2 separate regions of the Ovis aries genome follow, and region 1 is linked to region 2. Evidence: chromatin contacts called from public Hi-C data. All regions are on one chromosome and are shown on one strand. The core of a region is the stretch at or near the end of the contact, and the rest is flanking DNA. Distances in the headings are between cores, read along the strand shown. Region 1 overlaps A1CF (APOBEC1 complementation factor). Region 2 holds the start of A1CF (APOBEC1 complementation factor).

Evidence for each region. A called contact is a pair of places that touch in the nucleus more often than the background predicts.
Region 1: a contact with region 2 is called in a Hi-C map of liver, with 2.3 times the contacts expected there. The contact joins the enhancer-like site here to the promoter of A1CF in region 2. A contact is called at or near these places in 2 of 16 Hi-C or Micro-C datasets (liver and mixed tissues).

Annotation. Positions count from the first base shown.
Region 1 is chr22:8,244,343-8,248,438 of ARS-UI_Ramb_v3.0, reverse strand. All of the region lies in intron 3 of A1CF (APOBEC1 complementation factor), which reads right to left. Among named protein-coding and RNA genes, the nearest start is that of A1CF, 37 kb to the right of the region's middle. Within about 2 kb of position 1,493, at least 3 of the 54 cell types and tissues checked have an H3K27ac peak or open chromatin away from gene starts, as enhancers often do. A contact at or near this core is called in liver, where this site is marked.
Region 2 is chr22:8,206,673-8,211,002 of ARS-UI_Ramb_v3.0, reverse strand. A1CF (APOBEC1 complementation factor) reads right to left here and starts at 1,376. Exons shown (of 13, transcript XM_060404885.1): 1 at 1,330-1,376.

The DNA.
Region 1 (4,096 bases), core at 244-2,743, 37 kb before region 2:
TCCTAACTGAATGCTTCTTAGAAATATTTTCTACTTTATGAGTTTTTCTCCTTGAAATAAAAATAATCCATATTCATTATAAAGAGTTTGGAAAATAAGAACACAAGTAAAAAAAAGCTATCCTCATCAGAGATTACCTTTTATTATCTTCTAATATTTCTGTGTGTGAATAATTTCTTAAAATATGATCTATAAGCTGATACATACAGGTTTGCTTTCTTATTTTTAACCTAATTTAAAAATTTGGACATTTTCCCATGTCTTTCTTGGAAATCACAGTTTTATATGACCATATAATTTGGAAATATAAGGGTGACGTATTTTATATGACCAGTAATATTTTATGATGATATGTCCAATATTTTTAAGCATTATAAATTCCACTATGATGAACATCCTTATGTCTAAATATTAGTCCTTATTCCTTAGATCAAAGACTATGGTCAATTTTAAGGCTCGAAACAGAAATGTTATACCCATTCAATGCAGTCTTATGTTGTCCTTTTAAATTCTAGATAAATTAATTTTCATTGCAGTTACTTGATATGCATTTTAGGTCAGCTGCTGTAATTTATACTTCTGTAATCTCAAGGACTAATACTAACACATTGTGTTTCATAATAAGGATTAGGGGGGAAAAGCAAAGAAAATTTTGTTAAAAACAACCACTGCATTGGACAAACAGTAGGACTGGCATGCCACATAAGTGTTTGTGTTGTAATAATTTTTAGAAAATAGATGATCCATAGGGTAATTAGACAAAGTACTAACACACACCATATTTTAAACCACCTGAAAATGCTGTATAACCATTGGGTCATCTTTTTTTTTTTTTTTTTTTTTTTTTTAACGAGTGATCTTCATTAACTGTACGTGTAGACTCCCTTGTAGATCTGATGTAAACTGACTTCACATTGGGTAGAAAGTTGTCTGAAAATATCCACCTATGGAAATTTATTTTTCTAGTTTTAGGGAGAAAATTCTGGATGAGAGGAGCATCAGATGTCACAGGGTTGATGACTCACACTAGTAATACATTCTGGAGGAAAGGCTCATCACGATGTTATTTTTTTTCCCCTGTGTGTCTCAAATATATGGTAGTTTTGGAGGATCTGGGAAGTACAGTTGAGAGTGGAAAAGTGAAAAAAAAAAACTCCATATCTAATTTCATTGCCTAGAGACAGATTTCATTTATAAGTTAACATTGCAGCACACATATGAAATCTCTCTATGTGGCCTAATGCGACTAAGTTGAAAGTTTAGCTTGTCAACATTACACAATTTTTATAATAATATTTATTGAACCTCTATTGATTAAAATTCTTTTATCATCTAAAGAAATTTGATAAAAATTTTAGTTATCAATTCTAAAGATATCCAATTATTATTTAAAAAGAATATCACAAGGCGTATTTTCAGATCCTCATGAGCACGTTTTATTGCATCAGTTTGGATATGAGACTGAGTCATGTTATTAAGTAACCTGCAAAATTCTATTTTTAGCAGCTCTATTTGTCCTGCTAGTGATAAGAGTGCACAGATTAGTCACACTCTCCTTCTGGAACTCTTGTTTTGCAAGTATTCAGCATTCAGTATCAGAGACTGCAAAGATAACAGCTGAAGCAAATCCTTCAAACCCTAACTTAGTGAATACTGTAATATTTTAAAATATCATTATATAGGTACAACTCCCTGAAGTGTATTAATATACTTATTAATGGCTGCACTTTTGTACTGGGGCTTTTTAAAAAGTACATCTGATGTTCTTTTATTTGATGATGATGCTAATGTTTTCCCTAATCCGGTGTAGGAAGACTGAAAGGCTGGGAAGGCTGAAGGATTTTCCCTGAACTGCAGAGTTCGAAGCTATGTTTCAGTACATGCTGGTTTCCTTTTCCAATGAAACAAGTTTGCTGACCAATAACTAGACTGAGCATATGCTAGAATAACAAAACCTTGACTAAGAGCGGAGTAGGTCCTAGCCAGTCTTCTGGGAAGTTAAGGCCGAGGGCTGTTAAGGGACTTGAGGTTGGGGTTAACATGTACACACTAGTATATATAAAATAAGTAAACAACAAGGACCTATTATATATATAGCACAGGGAGCTATACTCAATATACTGTAGCAACCTACAAATATATATACTTACATGTATTTTTATATATAAATCTTAATCACTTTGCGGTATATTTGAAAGTAATACAACATTGTAAAGCAACTATACTTCAGTTTAATAAAGGAACTAAAAGAGAAAAAAATGATTATTCTTGTGTGTGGTAGAGACTGGGTTAAATAACAGGTCTCTGATTTGAAGTCCTGGGTGACTTTCTACGCTTTGCAGTCAAAATCAGAAAGGATTTTCCAAATCATTCAAAATGATTGAACTGAATCATGTGCATATTTACATCTTGATTAGAGGCTTTTTATGTACATAGCAAAGGTTTCAGAACTTTAGGTTTCTACATCACTAGACAATTTCTGATCCAGTAGTCATTCTGGGGCTTCCCTGGTGGCTCAGATGGTAAAGCGTCTGCCTGCAATGCGGGAGACCCAGGTTCGATTCCTGGGTCCAGGAAGATCCCCTGGAGAAGGAAATGGCAATCCACTCCAGCACTCTTGCCTGGAAAATCCCACGGACGAAGGAGCCTGATAGGTTACAGTCCACGGGGTCGCAAAGAGTCGGACACGACTGAGCGACTTCACTTTTACTTTCAGTCTTTCTGCTAATAAATGATTACTTCAAGCAAATCATGTTACAAAGTTTAAGCTCAACAAAGTGCTTTTAGCATGCTTTGGCATGCTAATCTCTCAAATAGCAATCTTAAAGATAGCATTATGATAGCACTTAGTTCTGTAAATCTTGCTGGAAATTTTGGCCAATTGAAGTGGATTTATGGCCCATAAATCTTGGGCAAACTATGGAACTCCTTGAGCTTTGTTTTCCTTATCTGGAAATTGGAGATGATCATAGTAACTACCTCACAGTGTTGTGGTTAGGACTAAACAATTAATAGACATAAAGCAGTTGGAATATAAGTGCCCAATAACTGTTTACTGTTTTATAATTGCTATTAACTTGTGATCTAAATCCTTATTATTAATATTTTCTAAATGTAATTGATTATGTAAGACCAAAGTGCTAGGCAAGTAGGCCATATATTTTTAGGTGTATTTTATTTGAAAACATTTTATATAATAAGGGTAAAATAGCCCTATTATTTTTTCCTTTTTAATGAAAATGTTCTTAAATTATTAGGTTTATGAAAAGGTCTCCATTGCTATTTGAGCCTTTTAAAAATGTATTGTTATTTGCAAGCTTTTTATATTGCTTTAATATGCTAAAGTTTTCAATTCTGCAGAATTTCCTACCTGATTACTTAGTGACTTTTTACGTTTCATTTGTAACAGGAGTTAAAGATGGAATGCAATTCTTCTGGCCTGTGATGTGGATATGAAACTTACTGGACCAGCAAGCAGGACAAGGAGGTAGGGAGACACTGTTTAACAACTTTAACTGAACACCTCCTACCCCTCCCCATCTGTGAGTTTAGAAAAAATATTGAAGAGTTTAAGAGGAATTTTGGAATTGATTCAAAGATCTCTGGAGCCCATTGCTAGTGTGTTGTGAATCCTAGTTCCCCCTAAGTGGGAGGAATTTTGAGGTGCTTCTCAGCTCACCTAAGGCAGAGGAGGGGAGTAAGGAAAAAGCTCGTGCAGCTTGCTATGCACTCCCTGCAGTTGGGAACACCCAAGGACAGTAAGTCTAACTCACCCCTGGAGTATCTCAGCAATAGGCTGGCCGTTTGCTTTGATGCTGGTGAGAAGAACTGGTTGCTTCATCTCACCTGCACTTGCAGGTTTTACTGGGTCAGAATGTGAGTTTCCAGGGGTCTAGAGTTGGGCCACATGTAGGAATTAGGGTTGAAGTTCCATCTCCTCCAAGAGGGATGCTAGGAGTGTTAAAAAGAGCTCTGTCGAAGGAGGCTGGGTCTCAGGGAAGTAGCCTCTAGCTAGAGGGACCCCGGCAGTGGAATTCAGGGTGTCTCTGATGACTCTAGAGAGTACCCTAGGAGCTTTACACACCTGCCAGGCCCA
Region 2 (4,330 bases), core at 127-2,626:
TTTATCCATAATAACTAATTTCTTTTTTCTTTTTTTTGGACAACCATCTTTCCCCTTCCCTTACATTTGATAAATAATAAACTGAAACAGTAAAGTGTGAGAATTTTCTCAAATGTAGAGTATCCATACTATTCCAGAAAATATGGTCCTTAAAAACGAACCTGTAAGTCATATGTTTATTACCTATATTTAACAGAGGAAGGCTTCAGTGCTTTAAAATCAGTGATCTCACTTGTATTTCTTAACCTATGCCCTATTGTATGCATCTTAGCACGTATAATAAAGAATTTTTCAGGCCAGACCACCACATCTTTGATGTTGCTAAATTATAGCAAGAGTTGAATTTGCCAACACACGTTTTACAAAACACTAATCCTGCCCAATGCAAACTAATGCTCTGTTAGCCATCTTCTTGAAGACACACAGTGCACAGCTGAACAGTCCAAAAAACTTATTTGACTTGGAACACACTTCTTTACCATTCTCCCTGGAACTTACTCTGGCAATTATAGAACAAAACTATTTCAATTAGAATATTTAAGAGATTTCTGGGAGGAATGAGATATTCCTGGTAAGTGCCCTGATTGATTTCCTTTTTTAGATAGAAGACCATCATAGTCTGATTGTGAATCATCTTTTCGGAGTGAACAGAATGATCATGTGAAATATATCCACTGCAGCACAGCTGCCCAAACCATCCTGAAAGGAAACGATCTAAGAATTAAGCCATCTGAAGGTAGAGGTTTAATACACTCAAGACCAAAAATTTTCCATGACTGTTTTTGTTTCGTTTTCTTGTGGTTTTGTTGGTGGTGCAGGATAAAGGAGGAAAGGGAGGGAGATAAATGAATATGTGAAATCTAAAGTATGATAGAAATCATGACCCCCACAGAGAATGCAGAATCTGTCAGTGATGTCAATACCATCTCTCTTGTTAATTACACTTTTATGCTTCCCCAGATCCGAGGACCAGAACAGACAGTCAACCACAACTCTCCCGGCTGTCTGGCTATTGCTAAATACATTTCTCAGAAACATTAGCCTGACTCTTGAACCTGGTGTGATAAATCTACATTATTTTTCTACCCTCAGAAATTGATTAAATCAAAGGACAAAAGCCGGCTGTTGTCTCATTTTGAGATTATATGATCATTCTAATATTTTCTTTTGTTTTCAGATGGCTTTATCAGTATAAAAGCAAACTAGAAATATCCCTGAATTCAGCTGTCTTGTGGAAGTGCGTAAAAGCTGTTTCGCTGCGTTCCCACTGATCCACACAGCACAGTTTCACAGAGTTGAAATAGAAAAATCGAAACACATGGACCATACCTGAGTGATTTCAGAGATCCCCACCCGGAAAAGGCTTCCTTGATTATGGCGAATTCAACGTGTCACGCTTGTTATGCTCTAATCATCATATCAAACTCCAAAGGTTCAGTGGTTTTAGGTTTGGTTTACAATTCCTGGGAGTTAAACTTTAACTCACCCTGTCTCTTGCATCCATGCAGCCCTTTGACCAGATAATTGGGTCACTACAACCCAAGCATAATCTACAAAATTACTGTTGTCATTTGTTTACCATATTAAAATGAATTTTGTATTAAAAATCATTGAGGTGAATATTATTTTGATGTGTTTTAAGTGACATATATTTTAAAAAGTAGAACACTGCGATTTGGATAACTAAGCTTTCCTTTATATTAGGTCCCTTGTTTTCTGCTATGCCAAAATGATATTAAGCCTATGGTAATTTAAGAGAATGTTTCACACTCCTTATATCATTGTATTACATGGAATAAAGTGTGGAGTTTTAGGTCAAGTATGCGGATAAATGCAGACTTAGAAAAATAGAACACATAAGGTATTTACATAACCAAATAAATAGTGTCAGATCATGTTGGGGAAAGCAGGCTTCTTTTTATATAAGCTGCTCATTCAGATTTTAAGAGAACCATATAATCAGCCATGTACTGAGGTTATATGAGAGCCGAGGCTGTTCATTGCTTGCAATCTCAGTGGCAACTGTGTTTATTAAAGAATAAGTGAAGTGAAGTGAAGTGAAGTCGCTCAGTCGTGTCTGACTCTTTGCGACCCCCACGGACCGTAACTTACCAGGCTTCTCCATCCATGGGATTTTCCAGGCAAGGGTACTGGAGGGGGTCTTCCTGACCCAGGAATCAAACCCAGGTCTCCTGCATTGCAGGCAGACGCTTTACCTTCTGAGCCACCAGGGAAATGTATTTCCAAATATATAAACCCAACATTCTCAATTCTCTGATAAAAGCTCCAGTCTATACAGGAAATTTCTAAGAGTCATAAAGCCCACTGGGGGGGGGGGAACCCTTCTAATATTGAGTAAATTGTAAGGGTTTATAAACCACAGGCCCTAACACTAAAAATAGAGGACATGCTTAGCTTCAGTTCTAATAAGAGGAGTCTGCTTTTCTAGGAACCAACTACTAACAGAAGTCCTTGCTCATTCTGTGTTTTAGTTTATTTCACAGTCAATCGTTCCATAATATGGGCATAGAGGAAGATAAATTGCTTGCTGGCATCTGGTAATATAAAGCCTACTGTTGGAATGCTAGTTCTGCCCACAGTTTTCAGCTCTCAAACACAAGCAAGTCTAGATATTCCTAAACTTTTCCCGGAGCAATGCCTGACAAAGTTCAGCAAACACACGCCCGGACCTGTTGCTTTGCCTTGGATTGTGACTGGAATGAATCCTGAGGGAGGCATCAGGCCCCTCCCAGCTGACAGCTCTCTAAGTGTTGCATCTCTCTACAGCCTCCTCGGGAGTGGATGCCCCTCACCAGGCAGTTTTTTTGGTTTTCCTAGTGAAGGCTCAGTCTGGGTGTGTATGATTTCCCATTGTGTGGGGAATTCTTACCCTGAATTCACCTGGTGCTGCAGAGAACTGTCGATACTGTGAGAGGTCGGCCTGGGAGGATTTTGTTGGTTGCTTGGTATGGTTGGTGCCTGGATGGTGAGGAGTGGAGATGATGAAAAGAAAGCCAGGGGTTTGAGGTATCTCATGTAGTAGCAAAATATGACAGTAAAAGAAGGCATTATATTAACTAATTATTTAAAAATGTATCAGTTTCCTATTTGAGGGGTCCTGGCATTCTCTGTGGCCTTGGGACAAAGAAAAACCAACTGATCAGAATGAGATCAAATAGATGACCTTGATCTCATCTGTCTAATCAAGGGAAATGAAGTTCCTTGAATGGCAAGGCTTGCTTTCACTATGTAAAAATAAACCTAGGTTAGCTCTCCTGGGGCCTCCTTATCCTAGGAGAGATAAAGCAATGATCAAAATGTTACACAAGGTAAACAAACAAATTCAGTTTAAATAGTGACTGGTAAATATTTTTCATTTATTTATTCTTCAATTACCTAAAGACCTACAATTTGCCAAGCATAGATGGACATTTATTTAGTTTCACACATTTTATTGAAAGTACAATTTTCAGAATACCATGAAACTGCTATAAACGGGCCTGTATGAGCACAATGATACTAGGTAATTGATTTCCATGGCTAGCGTAGGACTCATTGACTAAGGTGTCTGAGTTTTTGTTTTTTTACATTTAAACTTGTAAATTTGAAAAAATTAACTTCCTTTCCAGCCTTAGTAGAATATAAAATACTAATGATAATAATGATAAGGCTAATTATTCTTAAGACATATCGTACCATCTTTACTTTATTCTTAAGACATATCATACCATCTTTACTTTTTATGATCCATATATGTATTTTTTTATGTATTAAGCATAGAATGTTGGTCTTTTTCTGTTTTATCCAAGGTAGTCCCAGTAGATTAGATGAGTAATTTTTTAAAATGAGGGTTGAATTTACTAGTAGACTGGAAAATCAGGATACTGAGTCGTATACAACATATTCAAGCCAGAATATAATAGAAAATACAAAGTGAATTGCTTCTTAGAAAAGGTATGTAGTGATCCTGAGACTTTTGTTTCAGTTATATATATGTGCACGTGCTGTTTTTGATATAATTTTATTTTTTGTATTGTGAGGCACAGTTTGAAAAGCCTGCAGAATGCTGTGTCAGTCTTTAGGTATTCAGGGGTTAACAAATCAGATACAGGGTATATGCACTGAGCAAATTTTCCCCCCACTGACTGACTGAGGTATAAGTATCATGAAAGAGAAGTACAGGATGCTCAACAGAACAAAACACAGGGATCTGCAATGATACCCGAAACAAACACATTCCTAGAAAAAGAGATCATTTGTGGTTACCAGAGGCAGGCATGCGGAAATTGGATAAAGGCAGTCAAAAGGTGCAAGCTTTCAGTTATAAAAG